Regions from separate parts of the Sus scrofa genome. Here regions 2 and 3 are each linked to region 1. The links are chromatin contacts, called in public HiChIP or PLAC-seq maps. All regions are on one chromosome and are shown on one strand. Each heading gives the region's core, a stretch centred on a gene start, on an enhancer-like site or on the middle of the called end of the contact. The rest is flanking DNA. Distances are from core to core; before and after follow the strand shown. Region 1 overlaps XXYLT1 (xyloside xylosyltransferase 1). Region 2 has its middle 210 kb from the start of FAM43A. Region 3 has its middle 170 kb from the start of FAM43A.

Evidence for each region. HiChIP or PLAC-seq counts read pairs in DNA pulled down with a chosen protein or histone mark.
Region 2: an H3K27ac HiChIP or PLAC-seq map of skeletal muscle shows a contact between it and region 1, with 8 times the contacts expected there. The contact joins two enhancer-like sites. A contact is called at or near these places in 1 of 47 Hi-C or Micro-C datasets (subcutaneous adipose tissue) and 1 of 2 datasets of contacts at active chromatin or transcription factors (skeletal muscle).
Region 3: a contact with region 1 is called in an H3K27ac HiChIP or PLAC-seq map of skeletal muscle, with 11 times the contacts expected there. The contact joins two enhancer-like sites. A contact is called at or near these places in 2 of 47 Hi-C or Micro-C datasets (embryonic fibroblasts and subcutaneous adipose tissue) and 2 of 2 datasets of contacts at active chromatin or transcription factors (alveolar macrophages and skeletal muscle).

Annotation. Positions count from the first base shown.
Region 1 is chr13:132,258,022-132,260,721 of Sscrofa11.1, forward strand. All of the region lies in intron 1 of XXYLT1 (xyloside xylosyltransferase 1), which reads right to left. Among named protein-coding and RNA genes, the nearest start is that of XXYLT1, 11 kb to the right of the region's middle. Within about 2 kb of position 1,395, at least 33 of the 83 cell types and tissues checked have an H3K27ac peak or open chromatin away from gene starts, as enhancers often do. A contact at or near this core is called in skeletal muscle and subcutaneous adipose tissue, where this site is marked.
Region 2 is chr13:131,874,581-131,877,280 of Sscrofa11.1, forward strand. No RefSeq gene overlaps it. Among named protein-coding and RNA genes, the nearest start is that of FAM43A, 210 kb to the left of the region's middle. Within about 2 kb of position 1,436, at least 17 of the 83 cell types and tissues checked have an H3K27ac peak or open chromatin away from gene starts, as enhancers often do. A contact at or near this core is called in skeletal muscle and subcutaneous adipose tissue, where this site is marked.
Region 3 is chr13:131,835,751-131,838,450 of Sscrofa11.1, forward strand. No RefSeq gene overlaps it. Among named protein-coding and RNA genes, the nearest start is that of FAM43A, 170 kb to the left of the region's middle. Within about 2 kb of position 1,346, at least 8 of the 83 cell types and tissues checked have an H3K27ac peak or open chromatin away from gene starts, as enhancers often do. A contact at or near this core is called in skeletal muscle, where this site is marked.

The DNA.
Region 1 (2,700 bases), core at 145-2,644:
ACTGCCCTCCTGCCCTCGCGCCTCCCATTGGTGATGGAACCCCGCTGGTGGCTGGAGGGGTGGTGCGCTCCAGCGGGAGAGGAAGAGGAAGGGAGAGAGATGTGCGCCCAGGCTGTGGCCAGATCAACACCAATGCAGGGCGAAGAGGTCAGGCTCTCAGCAGCACACATCCCACCAGCAGGCAGATCACTTAATGGGGCTGCTTAACAGTAATTACCCCAATAAATAAAACAAATGGCTTTAATTTAAAAGACATTAAGCTAACAGCAGGCTTTGTGCCAGCTGACAGGGCCTGGCTCAGCTGCTCAGAACAGGTACCTGAAACAGCAATGGGAGCACACAGAGCTGCCTCCTGGGGCCCGGCCTGACCATCCTGACCAGCCAGCCTGACCGCCCAGTGCAGCCCTCAGGCAAGTGTGAGCAGCCTCAAGGCCAAAGGCAAGAGCTTGCAACCAGAAAGGGTGTGAGGAAGGGAAGCTGGGAGGGGCCCTGTGGTAGCCTGGGAGTCTGCTGTGGCCACAGGGGCAGGAGGCTTCCCTTGGCTCCTCCCAGTTACAGCCTGGCTCCTCCTCTCTGCCGAGGCCTCTCACCACTGCCACACGGCCTGAGGTGGGGATTGCAGCCCATCTGACAGCTGAGGATGCATAGGATCAGGCAGTCAGGCAGCTAGGGGCCTGCCAGGCCCAGGACCTGGGTCACTGAAGCCTCCCCACCGTGCTGTCCTCTCGCCCACCAAGAAGCAAGATACATGGAGCTTCGGAGAGATCTGAAATCCTGTGGCGCAACGGGGAGCTCAAGAGTGGGTGGGAGGGGCTCCACCTTCAAGCTGCAATAAGCACAGTTCCCCCTCTTAAGCAGAAGCCTGCCTCCCTTCACCTGGACGCAGGGCACGTGCTAGATGGACCCCAGATAGAGTAAAGATGGGCCCTGGGAAGCAGTGAGGCCCGTGGGCAGGGCCCAGCTAGAGTCACAGGGCAGGGACCAAAGAGGGGTGAGGACAGCTAAGGATGCCCAGACACACCCCGCCCTTCATCCACACTCTTCCCTCTGTGCTGCAGAGAAGCACTGAAGGCTTCTCCATCCAGGATCCAACCATCCCAGTTTGTTTTCCATCCGCCTTTCTCAAAGGGCCTCATCAGAGCAGGTTTACACTCGATGCAGGAAGGAAAAGACAGCCCACGATTGCCAGGCAGATCCCCTTTCATATCAGCTTCCTTTCTAAAACACGAAGGGGAGAGAGGGGAATGCTCATGGAGACTGAACAAAAACAGCTCTGCTTGTGCCCCAGGCTTTCCTGGAGGGAGAAGCAGCTCTGGTTCTGGGTTCCCGGCCTTGGGGCTGCCGGGATTGGGGCTCCGGTTGAGCAAACGCGGTGCAGCAGCGCCCTCCAGTGGCTGCTCTGAGCGCCGCACTCGGCTCGACAGGCAGGGGAGGTGACCCAGCCTGGGAGCAGGAGGGCAAGCTCTCCCCCTACCGGGTCCCTGGGACAATGTGGTGACCAGCCAGGAGGCCTGAGGTCCAGTATGGGCTGCACTCCTGCAGCTCCTCCTCTGTCTGCTCCTGGCCCAGGAGGCCCGGGCGCTGATTCTAGCCCTGAAGCTCCCTCCTGCGGGAACCCTCAAGCGGAAGACAAACCATGTAGTTTCCCCGGGAGGAATAGAGCTCCCCCAATCCTAACTCCCTGGTCCATCGGAGACACTGCACAGCTGGCAAGCTGGCCCCAAAGGACCCACAGAGGGACGGCCCCCTGATGGTCAGAGTGGTGCCTCCCCTGCCCATCCCAGCCAGAGGCATCCTTGGGGACCCAGGGAGAAGAGGCTCCACTGGGTCTCACCCACCCTTCCAGAAGAGCCAGGGGACTCTGAAAACAGTGACACTCAAAGAGAAGAGTGAAAGGCCTGAATTCATTCTAACCACAGCTGTGAGAACCTCTGGATAAATCCTTGCCCCTCCTCTTCCCCAGGATCTGTCCGCTCACGGGGAGGACAGTGTTTGATGATTCCGAGAGACTCTTCAAAGCTGGATGGCAGCAAGCACCATCTTTATTCAGACTGAATGTACTGATGTGGGGCATCTGGGCAGGGGGACGATACAGACTGCAAGGTGGGCTACACCTGCCCCTCAGTGGCTGCCTGTCTTGTCCTGCCTCCTACTCCTCAAAGTATGTTACACAGTCCAGCCCCCCCTCACACACCCCCACCCCCCAGGGCCTAGGGTGGGAGCACAAGTAAGTCACTGGAGCTCTCAGCTCTGGGGCTCCTTCACAGGTCACAGGGATGCTTAAGGGAGATGTTCCTGAAACCACTTCCATAGGCTCTAAAGCGCTGAACAAATGTTACAATTCTCCTAATCAAGTCTTCATACTAGTAACACCTCGGTGACTTTAGGCATAACGTTATCAGAAATCTCCATGTGCTTCAGAATACAAGCAATTCCAGAGATGTTACAACACCCTTTAGGACGGGGAGGGGAGAGTCAAGAGAAAGGGTTTTTCATGTGAAATGCGTTTCAGTAAATATATGAGAAAAATACCAAATACACTTATTCAGCTGTCCGTATCAATATGTAGTCATCTCCTCACTAGTTATTGGGGAAATGCAAATCAAACCTCCTACCCACTCACATAGCTAGAATCCAAAAGGCAGACAATGATAAGTGCTGACAAGGACACGGAGCAATTGGAACACTCACACATTGCTG
Region 2 (2,700 bases), core at 186-2,685, 380 kb before region 1:
AGCAGGAAAGAACCGAGTAGCTCTATCCCCTTTTTTCCAACCTCCTCCTGGGCGGGAAACTTGGGTGTAGGGTTGGGAAAGCAATGGATCCTTGCTCTCCCCTAGGTGTAGAGACTCCATCCCCCTCCCAGCACCTTTTCATTGGTGGTGGGCATGTAAGCCTGGGGAGGAGCAGAGGGATCTTCTCAGGCAGAACCCTGGTGGTTTGTCCTTCTTTCTACTCTGAAAGCACTTGAGAATTCCTGGTTGTTACCAGGAAAGGGACAGGACTTCCCGTGAATTTGGCTGTGGGGGTGGCAACAGTGGTTGGCAGGAACATTGCGAACAGATGTAGTCATATTTGTCTTCTAAGCTAGTAAAGCAAGTTTGGTGCAGCAGGCAGTCAAGAGCATTTTCAAAGTCAAAAAAATGTTAACAACCTATCCCTCATCCGCAAAACATACATCCAAACAAGGACACTTGCCCTTCTCTCCTCCACTCCCCGCCCCCCAGGGGGAGGGGCAGGCAAACTGCTGAGCAGGGCAGGCCAGACCTACGTAGGTGCATCTCAGAGATCTCTAAGCCTTGGTCTGGTCACTTGGCCTCTTCCCAGGACATTCCCTTCCTCTGCCTTTACTTCCCCTCAGTGAAGTCATACTAGAGCTCCACACAGCACAGGAAGCTTTGGTTCTAAAAAACATTTCTTTTTCTGGCTTTGAATAAGCCTGAACCCTCTCAAAGTGATCCAAGAGTAAGGATTATTCATTTCCCTGAATTGACTGGATTTTGCAATAGGTCTCTGATCCAGGGCGCGTGTTTTAAGTGAAATCACACATACCCAAAGTATGTTTGTGTAGCTCAGTTTTATCTGGAAAATGACTGCTACACAAGGATTGTGTGTGTGTGTGTGTGTGTGTGTGTGTGTGTGAGAGTAGTGAAGCATTTGGAGCTCCGTAGCCCAGCAATATGACTTATACTTTCAACTTTGTTATTTTAATTATTTATTTTCATCATCTTTACTGTGATACATATAAAACTATTCCAACAAAGAAGAGGCTCCAACAGACCATCCTAAATAAAGAAAAGTGAGGCATTTGACTAATGGAATTTGACTCTATTGCCAAAAACCGTCTATTGGTACTGACTGGTTTGGTGTTTATTATGGGAAGAACATCAACCAAAAGTAAAATGTTGGAAAATTTATCCATATGGTTAGCAGCCAAATAGCACAAGAGGCACTGGTTTCTCCTGCCCTGCTGCTAGCATCATGGTTTCATTTTAGGACCAGGCACAGTATCTAGAAATAAATGCCAACGCCCTGCTTGATGTTTTGCTTTAAGGTTGGCACTGTAATCACAGGATTAGTTCCAAAGTCAGTCCCTTTTCCTAAGAACACCTCCTACATTTCAACAGCCCGTCTCAGTGCACTGCACCTGTGGAGAGAAAGCCACAGCCAAAATCTCTTGGTGGCAGAGAAAAGTACCCAGAGTTGGTTGTGTCGAAATCAGGAAAGCTCTCTGGTGTGAATAAGACTCATTTGCAGATAGACCAACAACAAATGCAACATCCTTTTTCTACAGCGACATGGAAAATGACTCCATTAAAATACTGTATTTCACATTCTCGAAATAATTGAGCTTCCTGACAGGCATTCTTCTCGGAGCTGGAGAGGAAGCTTGACTCAGCCCTGCTTTGTGGATGCAGAAAGTCCTGGGGCACATGCCAAAGACAGGAATGGCTTATGCAAGAGAGCTGGGTGCAGTCCCAGCCCCCTCTCCCCAGCTGAGGGCACAAGGGGAGGGGGCAGAGAGGAAAAGAGTGGGAAAAGTTGGACAAGGACTAATTGGATGCCAAGGTCATTGCTCTGATTCAATCATTCCTTCCTGGAAAGAGAGCATTTTTGTGCTTAACCTCATGGCCTCAAATTTCCAGGATGTTGCTGGCTCTCTGGATTTCTCCGGGGCTTGCTTATTTACCAGGTTTCTAGGCCTAGGGACAGAAGGATGTGAGAGGAAATTACTCAAGAGAGACACAAAGGCAAAGCAAAAGGCTTCTAGAACTCTGCTCACACCCATCTTCTCATGGAAATTATAATTGACTATGCAGATGCCATATTTTTATTACCTACTATAGCTTAAACATATATTTCATGAAGTTTCAGACTATTTTCCCCCCAAAAGAATGTCATTTGGAGAATGCTCAAACTGATAAGTAAAAGAGAAGAAAGTAAATTTAAAACTTCTAGAACACTTAATTTAACTTTTTGCAAGCCCATCTCTGAATATGCCCAAATGTGTGCAAGATTGTTCTGAAGTTTCTCAAAAGAGGGAGGACAAAGTCTCTGTAAGGCATCTTGCACCGTCTTCTCCTACTCAATGTTGGATTTATCTGATAGAGTCAGCCTATGTTTAATGCCATGCATTGCTATTAGTTGGCACATGGTCAGGGATCCATGAACAGATGCATATGAGGACAGCAATGGGCAAGTGATTTGGGGACCAGGGAACTGGAAGACCTCTAATGTGTACTTGAAAAAACTGGATCCGAGTGAGGTCTCAGAGCAAGAAGATGCTGTCTGGTGAGAAGCCTTTCAAAAAGGAAGACCCAATCAATCTTTGAAGATCTCCCCTGTGGACAAAGGGGCAATTTGTACTCTGTGGCCCTAAGGTAGCACTCAAAGGGAAACAGGGCTTAGTTCTTTCTATCAGGTGTCTCAGGAGG
Region 3 (2,700 bases), core at 96-2,595, 420 kb before region 1:
CAGATCCTTAACCTGCAAGTCTCATCTCTTGATCCCTCTTGATCCCTCGGACCCCACCCCACTCTGGCTCACACCCTACCCCTTCCACCTCCCCCACCCCTTAGGGTCCTGGCCACACCTACCTACCTGCCGCATCTTTCTTCCCGCCATCCTTTCTCTGCCTAACCAACCCCTAAAGGTCATTCAAGTTCCTGCTCAATGTCCAGCTCCCTGGTAAAGCATCTCCAGGCCTTCTTTCCTCTGCAGGAAGAGGCAGTGCCCCATCCTGGTGCTCCCAACCCCTAAAGGTCATTCAAGTTCCTGCTCAATGTCCAGCTCCCTGGTAAAGCATCTCCAGGCCTTCTTTCCTCTGCAGGAAGAGGCAGTGCCCCATCCTGGTGCTCCCATCACCCTTGGTAAACATCTTTATAATAACACTCAGTGTCCCCCATGGTAACCGCATGTTACCTGCTCCTCTTGCCCCACTGGTCTTTGAGTTCCATGACGCAAGATAACAGTTTGTAGAAACCCTACAACAAGTTTATTTTCTTGCTCAAACAACCCAGTGATAGTATATCAAAGAGTCAGAGCCGAGGCAGGGAGGCACTTTCACATCCGCGGACCAAATTGATTTTTCCGAGCACTTTGTCAAATTCCACCTGAGGGGTGGAGTTCTTAACTTCATTTTTCAAGTAAGAGGCACATGTATAAAAGAATAAATTAAAATGTAAAAAGAAATTTAAAAAGCAGCAGCTTTAAAAATTATTACATCATGGTGTCATCTAATTACATCAGAAATTTGCAGCTCAAAATCATTGTAATCAGTGATCCTGTGACTCGGGAAGTTTCATACGATATCAGCTTGTTGCTGAAGCTCAGAGGGGCTGACACAAATCCTTGGCTGAAGAGTCCTTGCTTTTGGTGGGCATCACTGGGCAAGTTGGGAGCCAGAGAAGACACTCCTTGAAGGCAGAAAACAATTCTGCTGTGATATTTAGTCTCACTTTCTGTTTGCTTGTTTATGCTTTCAATACGTCATAGGCACCACTTTCATGATACGGAAAAAAGCAATACCTTTGTAAAGATACCAGACGATAAGTGATTAAATTGCTTAAAATGATAAACACTCATCAAGGAGAAGGGGAGGGAAGAAGACAGACACTTGACCAAAGATGCTTCTGCCCCTGAGACCTGTGGCTTGAGCCCAGGACAAGAGGCCTGATGGCTGTCCCAGTGGTCACATCAAAATCACGAGGCCGGATTCCTGGAGGGAGTTGGAGGGGTGACAGGGGATCTGCAGGAAGGAGCCCTTCCTCAGCCCAGCGTCACATGCTCCTGTGCTCACGTCTCAGACAGCCACTGAGGTCCCCATGGGAGCAGCCGAAAACCACGCTGTTTGGGGTTTGGGCCCAAATCTGGCACATACAGCTCTAGACCTGAGCCAAGTGGCTGCTCCCGGGTTTCTTCATCTCTTTGGGGATCATGTGTCTGCATCCTGGGAAAGTCTGTGCCCTGGATTGTAAACTCTACGGCGGTACACACGCTGGAGGACTTACTGGAATTATCGTTGGTTCAGGAAGGAGGTGGGACTGAGGCGCAGATGAGCAGTTTTCATAGCGCCTTTTGCAGGTTCATAGACGTTTCATGAGCTGAAAAATCCTCTAATCTCTACAACTGGGTAGGACGAATATTATCATGATTTACAAGTTACAAATAATAAAACCGAGGTGCTAAAAAGTGAAGCAAATGGCCCAACCTGCCACACAGCTGGGAGCAGAGGAGCTGGAATCTGAACCCAGGCTATTGACAGCAGAGCCTGTGTTAGTAACCCACGGCCTGTGCGCACACACGCACACACACATACGCCCACACTCCCACATGTACACACGCACACTCCTCCTTTGCATTCCAAACACACCACCCAGAGTCTGCAGCTTCAATCCTGAATTGTGTTTCTTTGAAACCTAACTGCCCCAGGAAACTGCTCACAATTTACCTCTGGGGAGTGAGAATGTGGGATCAGGGCTGATGAAGGGGCCTTTCCTTTGCCTTTTATCCTGTTTTACAGTTTTTTGATTCCTCCCCTGACCATGCATTCTATTTACGAGAATTAATATAAAGACGTATTATTCCTCATCGGTAGGAGTGTGCTTCAAAGCAGAAGTTTTGAAGTTTAACGGAAACTAAAAAAAGTCCTTTGCCACTCAGAGGTTTTTAGAGCCTCATGTATCTAAGGTATCCCCTGGCCATTGGGGATCTTTCCAATTCACTTTGGAATCAAGCCTGGGTTTCCTGAGTCCCCCACCTCCAGCTTTCAGCCTCAGCAGCCAAAGGCAACCCAGCCCCTTCCTGTGGTTTCTAGCTCAGCCTGCCTGGTGGAGGGAGGAGGAGAGGGGGAGAGGGAGGGGGAGGAGAGGGAAGGGGAGGACGCCACATTGGGCCCCATCCAGGGGAAGCACGACCTGGGCCCTTCCAACAGGGTCCCCCACGCTTGGTGAAAACAGAGTCAAGTTAGAGTCCAGTCTCCAAAACCTCGAGATGGAGGCTGGGGAAAGTGAAAACACCCAGGGAGGTCAAGATGCAACAGGAGGCAGGCTCAGAAAAGGGCATGTGAGGGCTGGATCACCCTATAGGGAGGAATAGGCACAAGCCAGAGGGGCAAGGATGGGGTCCTGCAGCTCTGACCTCAGTGGCCCCAGCAGAGTACCATCTGCTTTCCTT